Regions from separate parts of the Sus scrofa genome. Here region 1 is linked to region 2. The links are chromatin contacts, called in public HiChIP or PLAC-seq maps. All regions are on one chromosome and are shown on one strand. The core of a region is the stretch at or near the end of the contact, and the rest is flanking DNA. Distances in the headings are between cores, read along the strand shown. Region 1 has its middle 140 kb from the start of PSMG1. Region 2 has its middle 51 kb from the start of ETS2.

Region 1 (2,834 bases), core at 102-2,601, 220 kb before region 2:
ATCAGATGCAGCGGGAAAACTAACGGGTATATAAGGCAATGCCCCTCTGCGTCCTGGGCTCGGCCTTTGGCTATGAATCTGCTGAGCCAGTGCCTTCTCGAATAACCGCTGCTTCCCGGCAAAAAGGCTCCGGGTCTTGTTTCTCGGGATGTAAGTCCTGCATCATGACGTCTTCACCCAAAGGTCCCCTCACCTTGCCTTACTTTTCCCTCTTGGCCTTGGCCTTTGTGGGGTCACCGCTCACCCTCGTCACAGAGGAAGGCTTTCCCGTCCTGAGCCTCAGCAGGTAGATGTGGAAAGAACGAACCACACCCTGGCGGGAGGGGTGCTGCCAGCCGGAGGGGCTCCAACAGTGGGTTGGCAAGTTCTCCGAACGCAGGAGGAAATCACGTGAGCGTGACCCACATTTCTGGAAGTTTCTGCCCAGGCCCCTCGTGTCTGCTGCTGGAGCTCACTTTGACTCTGTGCTCTTTATATCTGCTAATGCCTCCTCTCCCTGTTCCTTGTTGCCAAAAATATCTGTTGGTCACAGACAAGCTCAGGCATTTAAAAGGACAGACGTGGAGCTCCTGTGTGGTTCAGCAGGTTGAGGATCCAGCATTGTTACTGCAGGGGTTCGGGTCACTGCTGCTGTAGCGTGGGTTCCATCCCTGGCCCAGGAACTTCTGCACGCCACTGGTGTGGCAAAAAAATAAAAAAAGGGGACAGATTTGCCCTTGCATAATAGGAGTGATGACAGGGGCTTTTGCTCCATGGCTCTGGCTGTCAAGGGGGTTGTCTGTCCTTGGGTGATTTCGGCCCATGTGAGTCCCCCAGCGGTTCTCAGAGGTGGAAGGGACATACACTCCGTCCCAGCTGCAGTAAAGCTGAGGTGTGCAGAGTTAAATGCCCTTCCCTGATCTCATAGTTGTTTCATGGTACAGATGCTACAAGCCCTTTGTTTCTTCCTTGTTTTTAATTTAAAACATATTTTCAATAAAGAAAAGTTTAAGGCGTTCCCTTCATGGCTCAGTGGTTAATGAGCCCAACTAGGATCCATGAGGATGCAGTTCGATCCCTGACCTCACTCAGTGGGTTAAGGCGTTGCCGTGAGCTGTGGCGTAGGTCACAGATGCAGCTCGAATCTGGCAGTGCTGTGGCTGTGGTGTAGACCGGCAGCTGTAGCTCCGATTCAACCCCTAGCCTGGGAACTTCCATATGCCACGAGTATGGCCCTAAGAAGCAAAAAAAAAAAAAGAGAGAGAGAGAGAGAGAGAGAGACGTTTAAGATAAAATGTTAAGAGAAATACTGTTCATAATTTCTGGCCTCTAACTCTTCGTTTCCTCACCAGGCCTGGCTCACGTGACAGGCATTTCTCATAACTGTGGTCAGAGGCATATGATGCAGCGTTGTTAGAAGTATTTTGTCACATTGCCACATAGTCTCTCAGTAATCATTTTTTTTTACTTCCTTTTACAGCTGCACCTGCAGCATATGGAAGTTACCAGGCTAGGGGTTGAATCAAAGCTGCAGCTACCGGCCTACACGACAGCCACAGCGACACCAGATCCGAGGTACATCTGTGACCTACACCCCAGCTTCAACAACGCTGGATCTTTAATCCACTGAGTGAGGCCAGGGATCAAACCTGCATCCTCATGGACACACTGTCAAGTTCTTAACCCACTGAGCCACAGTGGGAACTCCTTGATAATCACTTTTAATGACGGCACCATAGGGCAACAAATAAAAATTCCAAAGAACACGCCTTCAGGTTATTTGCATGCATTTTAAAACTATCATATTGCAGTGAAAAATTGGGAGTTGTACTGCTGTCTTTCTTTTGAGCCCAGGTGTTCTGGGGTTGCCTGGTGGTCCCCCCCCCAAATGATGGGACGTGTCAAAGTCTTAACCTTGCTACCTCCACAGATGACCTTCTCTGGAAATAGGGTCTTTGTAGATGTCACCAGGTTAAGATGAGGTCCTTGGGGTGGGTGACAGGTGTCCTAAGAAGGAGAGGAAGCGGCACAGGGGCCGAGACTGCAGTGACGTGTCTGCAAGCTGAGGACAGTCCAAGAGCTGGGAGAAGCGAGGAAGAGCCCCCTGCTGAGCCTTCGGGGAACCCGCCCTGCCTGCACCTCGATTTAGACACTGGCTTCCAGGTGCTGAGAGAGGACATCTCTTTACTGGCTGGACCCTCGGCATGTGGAAGTTCCCGGGCCAAGGACCAAATCCTATGCCATAGCCACGGCAATGCCAGATCAGAGCAGTGTCTGCAACCTACAAATCCCAGCTGCAGCTGCCACCTACGCCATAATTGTGGCAGCACTGGATCCTTAACCCACAGCACCACAGTGGGAACTCCGAGAGAGGACATTTCTGTGGTTGTACTTCCCAGCTGGTGGTGCTTTGTTGCTGCTGCTCCAGGGAATCAACGCAGATACCCTTTTTTTTTTTTTTTTCCTGGCCACCCCATGGCATATGGAGCTCCCTGGGCTGGGGAGCAGATCTGAGCTACAGTTTCGACCTAAGCCACAGCTGTAGAAAATCCAGATCCTGAGCCCAGTGTGTGGGGCTGGGGATCGAACCTGTGTCCCAGCAGTGCAGAGATGCTACCACTAATCCTGTTGTGCCACAGAGAGAACTCCAAAAATACCCATCTGTTATTACCATTGTTGTTGTTGTTGCTTTTTAGGGCTGCACCCGCCCTATGAAGTTCCCAGGCTAGGGGTCGAATCAGAGCGACAGCTGCCAGGTCTACACCACAGCCACAGCAACACCAGATCTGAGCCGTGTCTGCAACCTACACCACAGCTCATGGCAACGCCAGATCCCTGACTCCCTGAGTGAGGTC
Region 2 (2,700 bases), core at 137-2,636:
TAGGGTGTCAGGCAGCATCCACAGCCTCTGCCCACCAGTGCTAGTAGCACTCTCTCCCCCACCCCCTCAGAGGGACAATCCAGCTGTTTCCAGCCACTGCCACATGTCCCCTGGGGGTAGGGGACAGAATTAGCCCAGTTGAGGAAGTTCCATTGTGGCTTAGTGATAACGAACTTGTCTAATGACCATGAGGACTCAGGTTTGATACCTGGCCTCGTTCAGTGGGTTAAGGATCCAGCATTGCCATGAGCTGTGGTGTAGGTCGCAGACACGGCTCGGATCGTGTGTTGCCGTGGCCTTGGTGTAGGCCAGTGGCTATGGCTCCAATTTAACCCCTAGCCTGGAAACTTCCATATGCCATGGGTACAGCCGAAAGAAAGAAAGAAAGAAAGAAAGAAAGAAAGAAAGAAAGAAAGGAAGGAAGGAAGGAAGGAAGGAAGGAAGGAAGGAAGGAAGAAAGGAAGGAAGAAAGGAAGGAAGAAAGGAAGAAAGAAAGAAAGAAAGAAAGAAAGGAAGGAAGGAAGGAAGAAAGGAAGAAAGAAAGGAAGGAAGGAAGAAAGAAAGAAAGGAAGGAAGGAAGGAAGGAAGGGAGGGAAAGAGAAAGAAAGAGAGAAAGAGAGAGAGAGAAAGAAAGAAAGAAATTGGCTCAGTTGAGAATCTGATATAACATAATAATCAGGGTGGGGAAAGTTCCTTCTGCCCTTCTCAATATCTAAAATATCTTGAACAAATTTTATTTTTCTAAGGTTCTCAAGGAATTACTGAATCTCAAGATTGTTTATTCTCTTCAAGAAGATAAAGTCTTCTACCCTCTTAAACATTTTTTTTTTTTGGTTTGTACTTCTGTTTCTCTATGCAATTTATCTCCTCCAATTTTCAGATTAGAAATGAAACTGTACATTAGTCATCCTTGCACTGTGTAAATTAGATCTACCCTCTACTTGCCCCCAAGATAAAAATACATCTTTTTTCCTAGCTTCTCAACTCCTTTCTACATTGACAAAATGTCAAACCATCCATAACTCTTGACTGTTGGGGGAGTTTTTCCATGGTTTTCTTCCAAGTTCAAACCATGGAAGAAAAACTTCACACATATATGGTGGGAAGCCTTCATCTTAAAACTGGTTGATGAATTTTTTCCCACGACTCCTGATCTCCTTCAAATCCAAATTCCCCCAGGCTTTGTGGCGTGCCACACCCGGGTGCTGCAAGTTGCAAATTGTGCGACCTGCGGTGCACTTCCCCGAGGAGCAGTGTAAATCGGTGATCACCCCTACATCTTACAGAGCTACCCCAGGACGGATGCACCGTTACTTTCTGAGCTTTGTCTCTCTTGGCTGATGTGGAAAGATGTGGATAATGGCCCGAAAGTGAAAAAGGAAGTTGTCGCTGTGGTTTTCAAATAAAATGAAGCAAAGCAGTGTTAGAGCAGGTCTGGCGGCGCCGACTCAGCGCTTGTCAAAAAAAGTAGTTCCTGGGGGGGTCAGAGGTGGAGAACAGGTTCCGGGATGAAGATGGCAGCAGAGGCGCTTCTGTTTCGATTTTCTGCGCTTCGAGGTGGTTTTAATTTTTTGAATCACTATGTTCTGACTTCATAATTTCCATCAGTGAAACACTTTCTCTTTCACTAGACAAGTGGCACTTTTGTATTTTCACGTCTGACTTTTCTTCCTCCCACTAGGAGATGATGGTCCAGTTACAGTTTGAATAAGGGCATCATTTTTCACTGGCCGAGGGTACCAGTCAAGGATACTCTGCAGCCAAGGACACCAGTGGGCAGTGTCACCGGACCTCAGCTTCCCCCCCCCACCCCCCTGTGTGTAATTGCATTTGGGGGGTGAAATTTGATATCATTTTCTTTTTTGTCTTTTTTTTTTTTCTGGCCAAACCATGGCATATGGAAATTCCCAGGCTAGGGATCAAATCAGCACTGTAGCTGCCATCCTACGCCGCAGCCGTGGCAATGCCAGATTCAAGCCGCTTCTACCCTGCTGTTCATGGCAACACCAGAATCCTTAACCCACTGAGCGAGGCCAGAGATTGAACCCACATCCTCAGGAGTACTAGTCAGGTTCTTAACCCTCTGAGCCACAACAGGAACTCTGAAATCATTGTGTAAATATGTCCAGCATCCCTTTTACACGGCAGCAGGAGCATTGGGCACAGCAGGCTTGGCCAGTCTTCCCCCCATCTCCCCCCTGGTCCCCATGGCCCCCAAACTTCAGAGCTAAGATGTTCACAGGAAGATGCCTGCTCAGAGGGTTAAGGGTCCAGCATTGGGCTGTGGTATAGGTCGCAGAGGTGACTTGGATCTGGTGTTGCTGTGGCTGTGGCATAGGCTGGCAGCTGTAACTCTGATTGAACCTAGCCTGGGAACTTCCATATGCTACACATGCAGTTATAAAAATTTTTTAAAAAATTGGACCCCTAGCCTGGGAACTTCCATATGCCATGGGTATGGCCCTAAAAAGACCCCCCCCCCAAAAAAAAAGAAAAAAAGAAGAAGAAGAAGAAGGACAAAATGCTGAAGGAGAGCAGCAGCCAAACCCCAGCCCTACCCTGTGACTTGGGTGCCATGTGAATGTCCTGGGGGTATGGGGACTAAGTCCCACAAACTGAGAAGCCTTTTTTTCCCCAGAGTTCCCCACTTTTTTTCATTTTTTAAAGTTTTACTGAAGGATAGCTGATTTAATGTTGTGG

What was found. HiChIP or PLAC-seq counts read pairs in DNA pulled down with a chosen protein or histone mark.
Region 1: an H3K27ac HiChIP or PLAC-seq map of alveolar macrophages shows a contact between it and region 2. The contact joins two enhancer-like sites. A contact is called at or near these places in 1 of 47 Hi-C or Micro-C datasets (mesenteric adipose tissue) and 1 of 2 datasets of contacts at active chromatin or transcription factors (alveolar macrophages).

What each region holds. Positions count from the first base shown.
Region 1 is chr13:202,634,263-202,637,096 of Sscrofa11.1, reverse strand. No RefSeq gene overlaps it. Among named protein-coding and RNA genes, the nearest start is that of PSMG1, 140 kb to the left of the region's middle. Within about 2 kb of position 1,351, at least 9 of the 83 cell types and tissues checked have an H3K27ac peak or open chromatin away from gene starts, as enhancers often do. A contact at or near this core is called in alveolar macrophages, where this site is marked.
Region 2 is chr13:202,411,522-202,414,221 of Sscrofa11.1, reverse strand. No RefSeq gene overlaps it. Among named protein-coding and RNA genes, the nearest start is that of ETS2, 51 kb to the left of the region's middle. Within about 2 kb of position 1,386, at least 4 of the 83 cell types and tissues checked have an H3K27ac peak or open chromatin away from gene starts, as enhancers often do. A contact at or near this core is called in alveolar macrophages, where this site is marked.